Regions from separate parts of the Hordeum vulgare genome. Here region 2 is linked to region 1. The links are chromatin contacts, called in public Hi-C maps. All regions are on one chromosome and are shown on one strand. Each heading gives the region's core, a stretch centred on a gene start, on an enhancer-like site or on the middle of the called end of the contact. The rest is flanking DNA. Distances are from core to core; before and after follow the strand shown. Region 1 has its middle 14 kb from the start of LOC123447096. Region 2 has its middle 33 kb from the start of LOC123450773.

The links. Hi-C and Micro-C count contacts between places; a contact is called where the count stands out from the background.
Region 2: a contact with region 1 is called in a Hi-C map of leaf, with 8 times the contacts expected there. The contact joins two enhancer-like sites. A contact is called at or near these places in 3 of 6 Hi-C or Micro-C datasets (leaf and seedling).

Annotation. Positions count from the first base shown.
Region 1 is chr4H:567,707,141-567,710,546 of MorexV3_pseudomolecules_assembly, reverse strand. No RefSeq gene overlaps it. Among protein-coding and RNA genes, the nearest start is that of LOC123447096, 14 kb to the right of the region's middle. Within about 2 kb of position 1,621, at least 3 of the 3 cell types and tissues checked have open chromatin away from gene starts, as enhancers often do. A contact at or near this core is called in leaf and seedling, where this site is marked.
Region 2 is chr4H:567,927,324-567,930,857 of MorexV3_pseudomolecules_assembly, reverse strand. No RefSeq gene overlaps it. Among protein-coding and RNA genes, the nearest start is that of LOC123450773, 33 kb to the left of the region's middle. Within about 2 kb of position 2,122, at least 3 of the 3 cell types and tissues checked have open chromatin away from gene starts, as enhancers often do. A contact at or near this core is called in leaf and seedling, where this site is marked.

The DNA.
Region 1 (3,406 bases), core at 372-2,871:
CATGTAATTTTGAAATACTACCATGTAGGCTGTTTTTAGAGTCTGTATGCGTGGGGAAATCGAGTTTAGGGTAGTTTTCATACCCCTCCTTCAAGGGTCACGAAAATCCATCTCTGTTTCCTCATATATACAGCCCTTAGGACACATTTAGACTTGGGTTTTCTTTAGATTACAAGTTCGCCATAGCTGCTACTTCATGTTCTTCGTTTGTGTTCCACGACCACACAAAGGCGTCACAGAACCCCATCTTTATTGATAAAGATTTCCTCCTATATATGCAATATCCAGATTGCAATCTTAGTTTCTTGCTTGTTCTTCGTTTGCGTGTAGGAAACAGACCCTCGTGGTCAGGTTGATCGTGCTCCGGCGTGGTCAATAACCTCTCGGAGTTGGTTTAGCGATTGCTAAGGCGCGGCATCCTCGCACGTTCGTAGTCGGATCATCAAAGTATACTCCAACAAAAACGATAACCACCATCTCATCGAAAGGCATGGACAACTTTGCCTCTATCAGGACCCCCATGGCGGTTCACTAATAGGCCACTTCAGACAAACCATGACATATACGAGGAAGATTTAACAAGCCTTGATGATCAAGACAAGGACCCATCTCCTCCGACATAGCCGACTAGGACCCTTATTATCCTAGGCCTTCGATGCATTTATATAAGTCGGGGCAGGCTAATCGATAGATCATTATGACATACATTTCCATACACAACCTCACAACCCCTAGAGTTTAGCCCACAAATCCACGATCTCGAGGTAGATCAACTCTATAATCTTACAATATCAATACAACAAGAGCAGGATGTACGGTTTTACCTCTATCAAGAGGGCGTGAACCTCGATAACCTCCTCGTGTTTTTGTCTCCTATTACCATCTCTCGGATCTCATAGCTCCTCCCCCCCCCCCCCCCCCCCCGCCCAAGGTCTGTCTGTTTTGACACCACATCTAGTGATAAAGCACCGGGTGCATAGAGATGTACAACTCGCCTACGAGGAGCTCGTGGCACCAACGTGAAGTTGGCCACTACGCGCGGACTAGTGGTCATGCTTGCCACATTTGTTGAAGAAGTCCATGGCGTCGATGAAGGCTAGGTTTCATGTGAGGGGATGGGAAAGCAAACACGATGTGGACGGATGTGGATGAGGCCGTCCCCCATCACACGCTTGCATTTAGAATGGACAGACGCGGACGTTTTCAATGGTTAATCGTGTGGACTTAGACGCACGCGTGGCATTAAATAGGACAAGCAAACGTGCGGCTCGTTTGTATCATGTTCGTGTTGACGCAAGGTTCAAATTTTGATTAAAAATACGTCCAAACGGACACCGAAGAAAGTAACTTAAAAATGTAAATAGAAATACAACGGCGTGTTATGGTCGTAATTTTTTATCCGTACGAACTTGAACAAATGTAGACGGACGAAATGCGTCGGGGGCGTTGGAGACTAGGGGTGGGGCAAAGAGGCCGAAATGGGAGGAGGAAACTGAATTCATCTGCACCTTCCTCCCCCCCTCCTCTGGTATCACCGCTTCTACGGCGTAGCCCCGGAGCACCCTACCGTGTATGGTCTCTAGATAAGGCTGGACGTACCGCGTGGAGTCGAGCCCGGACAAGCCGAGGGGGCGGGGAGGCAGCGGTTTATCTCCCTCGGGAGATGTGCCATGTCACTCTGTCACCCATCCATCCATCCATCCATCCATCCACGCCCTCTCTCTCCTTTTCCTTCGTCTCGTCGTTTTGTCAGCTTGCGTGCAACCTCATGGGGAGTCACCTCCCCTCAGCGTCTGCGGATTCCAAAGTAGGCCGCAGCAGCTACCTAGTGCTGGCTGCTAGCTGCGAGCCCAGGAGTAGCTGACGATGCATCGCCAACACACAAACTCTTTTCTTTCTTTTCCTCGTTTACTATAATGTCCTGTTTGGTTTCAATAAATCAGGTAACTTAAAACCAATGACTTATAAATCACGCCTGTTTGGTTATCATCTGACTCATAAGTCACCTTTCTACGTAAAAGTAAATGATTTATAAGTTTTAAGTTGAGGTGAAGCAACTTATTCTGACTCATAAGTCACCTTTCTACGTAAAAGTAAATGATTTATAAGTTTTAAGTTGAGGTGAAGCAACTTATTACTTATATGTTGAGGTGACTTATAAGTTGGGTCTGTTTATAAAATAAGTCACTTTTTACACTTTTCAACTTATAAATTAATGACTTATTTGGAACCAAACAGACCTAACAATATAGATAGATGTTGCAACGTGACAAAGGGGGGCCGTCCCGAAAAGGGAGCGTGTCCTGGGGATTATTGTAGTAGTAGTAGTAGGAGACGGATCACGACTGCGGCATTGATTGATTTGATTGACGATGGATGGATATCTGTGCAACTTGGGTTGGGCTTCCCGAGGAGGCAAGCAAGCCAAGCCAAGCCAGTGCTCGACCGCGGACTTGCTCGTCTGCTTGCCTCACCCTACCGCGAGACCACCGGCGTGGAGCGACTTCAAATAGCCGTTTGGTGATCGAATAAGTCGTGAAATGTTGTCGGAAAACAATCAAAGAGCATATCGACGTCGGACGAATCTACTGCCGCGTGATGTGAATTACTCGTTCCGTCTTAAAATTAAGTCAATTTTGTATTAACTATAGTATAAAATTATAGAGAGTGATGTTTTGACTCATAGGTATAGATATACCGAAATTGCTTTTGGAGGCCGAGCTTCATAAAGGCTTTTAATAATTAAATTCAAAATTTATCAAAATTTATATTTTCATATTTTCAAAAATTCTGAAAACAAATACAGAGATAAGTGAGGGCGTAAATAACATATGTGTAAATTTTTAAAAAAACCAAATACATTAAAGTGAGGTCTGTATAAAAAAACAAATCTGAGGCTTTTTAACACATGATATTATTCATCGTCTTAGATCATGAAATTATTATTTTTGCAAATCGTATTTTAATGTATTTTATCCTAAAAAAATTGCATACACATAACATCCTTTTTTACTTGCATATTTTTTTCAGATTTTCTTTAAACTAAAAATTTTGAATTATGATTTTTTCCAAAATTTTGAGCTCTGTGGAGCTTGGTCTCCAAACGTTCGTTCTCTAGATACACCTATTATGAAATACTAGCAAAAGGGCCCGTCGTTGCAACGGAAAAAAAAAAACCACCGTCTTCAATGGCGATGACCACATTATCTTCATATCTCATCGCATGATTTTGAAATTTTGTTCACAAATGCAAGAAAAAAAATTCTTATTTTAATTTTATTCACAATTCACAAGTTGAAACAATGTTTATTTTTTTTTTAAAATATCATGGTTGTCAAAAAACTTGGTAACTCAAAGAGTTATTCTGAATTTCAAGAAACATTTTTTAAAATATACTATAATATTT
Region 2 (3,534 bases), core at 873-3,372, 220 kb before region 1:
ACAAAATATCATCTTCACATTTACGAAGTCACTATAGGCGCCTCGTCGCCGACGGGAACATCTCCATCCACTCAAAATGTATCGCCGAAATTCCTGAAATAAATCCAAAAATAATGCAAGCACTAGGACTTAACCCTCATGGGCTGGGATACCACTATCTCTCTAACCATCTAACCGCAAGTTGTTTGGGCGGAAAATCCTATTCGCCGCTCGTTGCGAAGCGGCGTCGGGCTTCACACACTATAACCATCGATCGTTCGGGAGCGGGCCGGCCCTTTTAATGTTCCAACGCTCCCAGTTATGGAAACCTTCTAGAGGTTCCCCGATCCGGTTTTTCTTTTTTTCGTTTTCTTTTTTCTATATTCGTTTTTGTTTCAAAAAATGTTTGAATTTTCAAAAGGGACCTGGATTTTAAAAAATATTCGAGATTTTCGAAAATTGTTTTTCAAATTCGGAAATTGTTTTTCCTTTTCTTAAATGTTTTAGATTCTCACAAGATGTTCTGGATTTTTTTTAAAAAAAATCGGAATTTTCAGAAAACAATCATTGCAAAAAAAGTTATTTATTTACGAAAAATGTACTGGATTTTGAAAAGTTGTTCTTCAAATTCGTAAAATGTTTTGGATTTTTAAAAACTGTTCTGGATTTTCGAAAAATTGTCCCGCAATTTCAAGAAATGTTCAGGATTTTCAAAAACTGTACTGGATTTTAAAAAAATGTTCTTCAAATTCAACAAATGTTTTTGTTTTTCAAAATTTTTAAAAAATGTTCTAAATTTCACATAGTTGCCGTTTTTCAAAAACATTTCAAACTTCAAAAGATGTTCAGCATTTTTCCAAAATGTTTGGTATTTGCAAACAAATGTCTAATATTTTCAGAAAATAATTTTGTAAATATTATAAGTAATTTTGTGTTCAGAAATTGTTATTAGATTTCGAAAAATGTACTTGCTTTTAAAAAATGTTCCAAAATCTAAAAAATTATATTTTTTAAACTTTATTCATAATTTCAGAAAATGTGCTGGAATTTTGAAAAATGTTCTTCACATTCGAAACATGTTTTTGCTTCAAATACGAAAAGAAAAGAAAAAAATAAAGAAAAACAAACCAAAGAAAAGGAAATAAACATAAAAAAGAAACTTATTAGATTTTTTGAAAGAAAAAAAAAAGCTGAGCTAGTCAAGTTTGGGCGAGCCCCCCGTGCGTGCTAGCGCCTCCCTGCCACAGATTGCGGCAGGTAGGACCTCCCGGTTTGCGCGGCCACTCGTTCCACAGCAGCCTGGTTTGTGAGAAGACGCCAGAAACGACTATTTCCTATTTGGTGCCAGAGGCGCCAGTTAACGTCTATTTTTTGAACTGGCGCCTGCAGCGTTCTTACATGGGCGAGCCCATCTAAATGCAGGGTGACGAATTTTTGTACTGAAAATACTATGGACTATTTTAACTATTGTTGAACTTTTTTAAAATTTTGAGGAACATTATTTAAAATGTATGAACTTTTCTGTGGAAACGATGAATCTTTGTATTAAATATTAAAATTCTATGAACTGCTTTGAATACTAATGAATTCTTTGAAAATTTATGAACATCTTTTTGAAATGGGATGATTTTTTTTAACATTGATGAAATTATTTAACATTTACGAAATTTTCTTTTCAGTTCAATGAATTGTTTTGAAATACATGAATTGTTTCAACATAAATGAATTGTTTTTTAATTTCTATGAAATTTGTAAATTTTAAAGAACTTTGTACAAATTTAATGAACTTTCTCCAAATTGGATGAACCTTTTCTTAAATTGATGAACAGTTTTTAAAGGAATGTTGTTTTCAAGTGGATGTAATTTTTTACTTAAAACTGTAAACTTTTTTAATTTATATTTTTATTTTTGTCAAAAATGGAAAATTTGGTTGGTGTTTTTCCTACTACTCCCTCTGTATTATAGTATTTGTTGTTGTGAAGAACTAATCTAGAAACAGATGGAGTAGATTAAGACAAAAAAACAGAACCAAAAAACCCGGCAGCTCGTGTGCTAGTGGGCCGGTCCTTGCCAACTACGCTGCAGGCGTCGGATGATTAACGGGCGACTGCAGCGCTGCCTAGGAGCTCCCCAGAAACGGTCTAAGGATGCGCCGAATTTTGTACGCAGCGAACACCCCAACGAAACAGTGGATCAGCCCATCTTAGAGAAGCATACAGTAGAGCTCGTATTTTGTTTTGTGAACAATCCAGATGATTCTGCCTGCGGTTCTTTTGGTTTTCTTCTTCGTTTTTATTTTTAGTCTCTTTCAGTTTATTTTCCCTCTTTTCCTATTAAATTTTTCATCATGTTTTTCTTTTTTTTCTTAAAAATTCACGAGCTTTTTCAAATTCAAAAACATTTTCAAATTCGTGAACAGTTTTAAATTCATAAAGTATTTCAAAATTTCAAACAATTTTCTAAAATCCAGAACTTCTTTTCAAATTTGTGGATATGTTTTCAAATTTCATGGACTTTTGCCAAATTCGTGAACTTCTTTTCCAAAATCCTGAACTTTTATCAAATCCATGATTTTATTTTTCAAATTTGTGAACTTCTTTGCAATCAAGATTTTTTGAAAATTTCTGAACTTTTTTTGAAATGCACGAACAATTTTTTTTAACTATGATTTAGTCCATAAATAATCGAGAGGTGGTTTTTCTCCAAACCGAGAGATGTTTAAGCGGATATTTACAAAGGGTTCTTCGAGTCGGGGTCTATAGAAAACACCTCAAGAAGCACCTAAGTATAATCTTCCTCAGGATGCTGATGTGTGACTATGCGGATGGTTGTGTCACACTTTCATTAGAGAAGCTGGTTTCCAACATGACTTTGTGCAACTCGTGCAGAACGCCACTAACCTCATTCCTCGCAAATGAGTGTAATCAATACCAACTCCGCACCAATACTTATGCGCAAAATTTCTGGTTCAAGCCTAGGCAGGAAATCCCTACCGTATCATTTCATCTTTGTGATGAACCCTTTGAAATACCATTTGTCGATTTCTACCATGTATGCATGATTCTTGCTGAGGGTAACAAGATTTGGCAATTACATGTTCTCTCAAATATTCATTCATGTGGGTATAGGGATCAATATGGATCTCCATGGTTCCGCTGTTCATCATTGATCGGAAAGTGCTCTGGTCATGTCTATACTTCACCGAACTTATTGTTGGGGAACGTCGCATGGGAAACAAAAAAATTCCTATGCTCACCAAGATCAATCGATGAAGACTAACATCTACGAGAGAGAGAGAGAGGTAGGGCGCCGCCAAACAATTGTGTATTGGCTGCCTCCCTCTCCCTCTCTATTTATAGGAGGAAGGACTACCCGAACCCGAACCCGCTACTATTACACAAAGTCATGTTGGAAACCAGCTTCTCTCATGAAAGTGTATTGTGTATTGTGAGGTAATTCGGGTATCGGGTAAGGGTTCGGTTCTCATTTTTTGACTATTCGGTTTTCGGGTTAGGGTTCGGGTTCTAGTCTGAAAAACCCGAAATACCCATACTA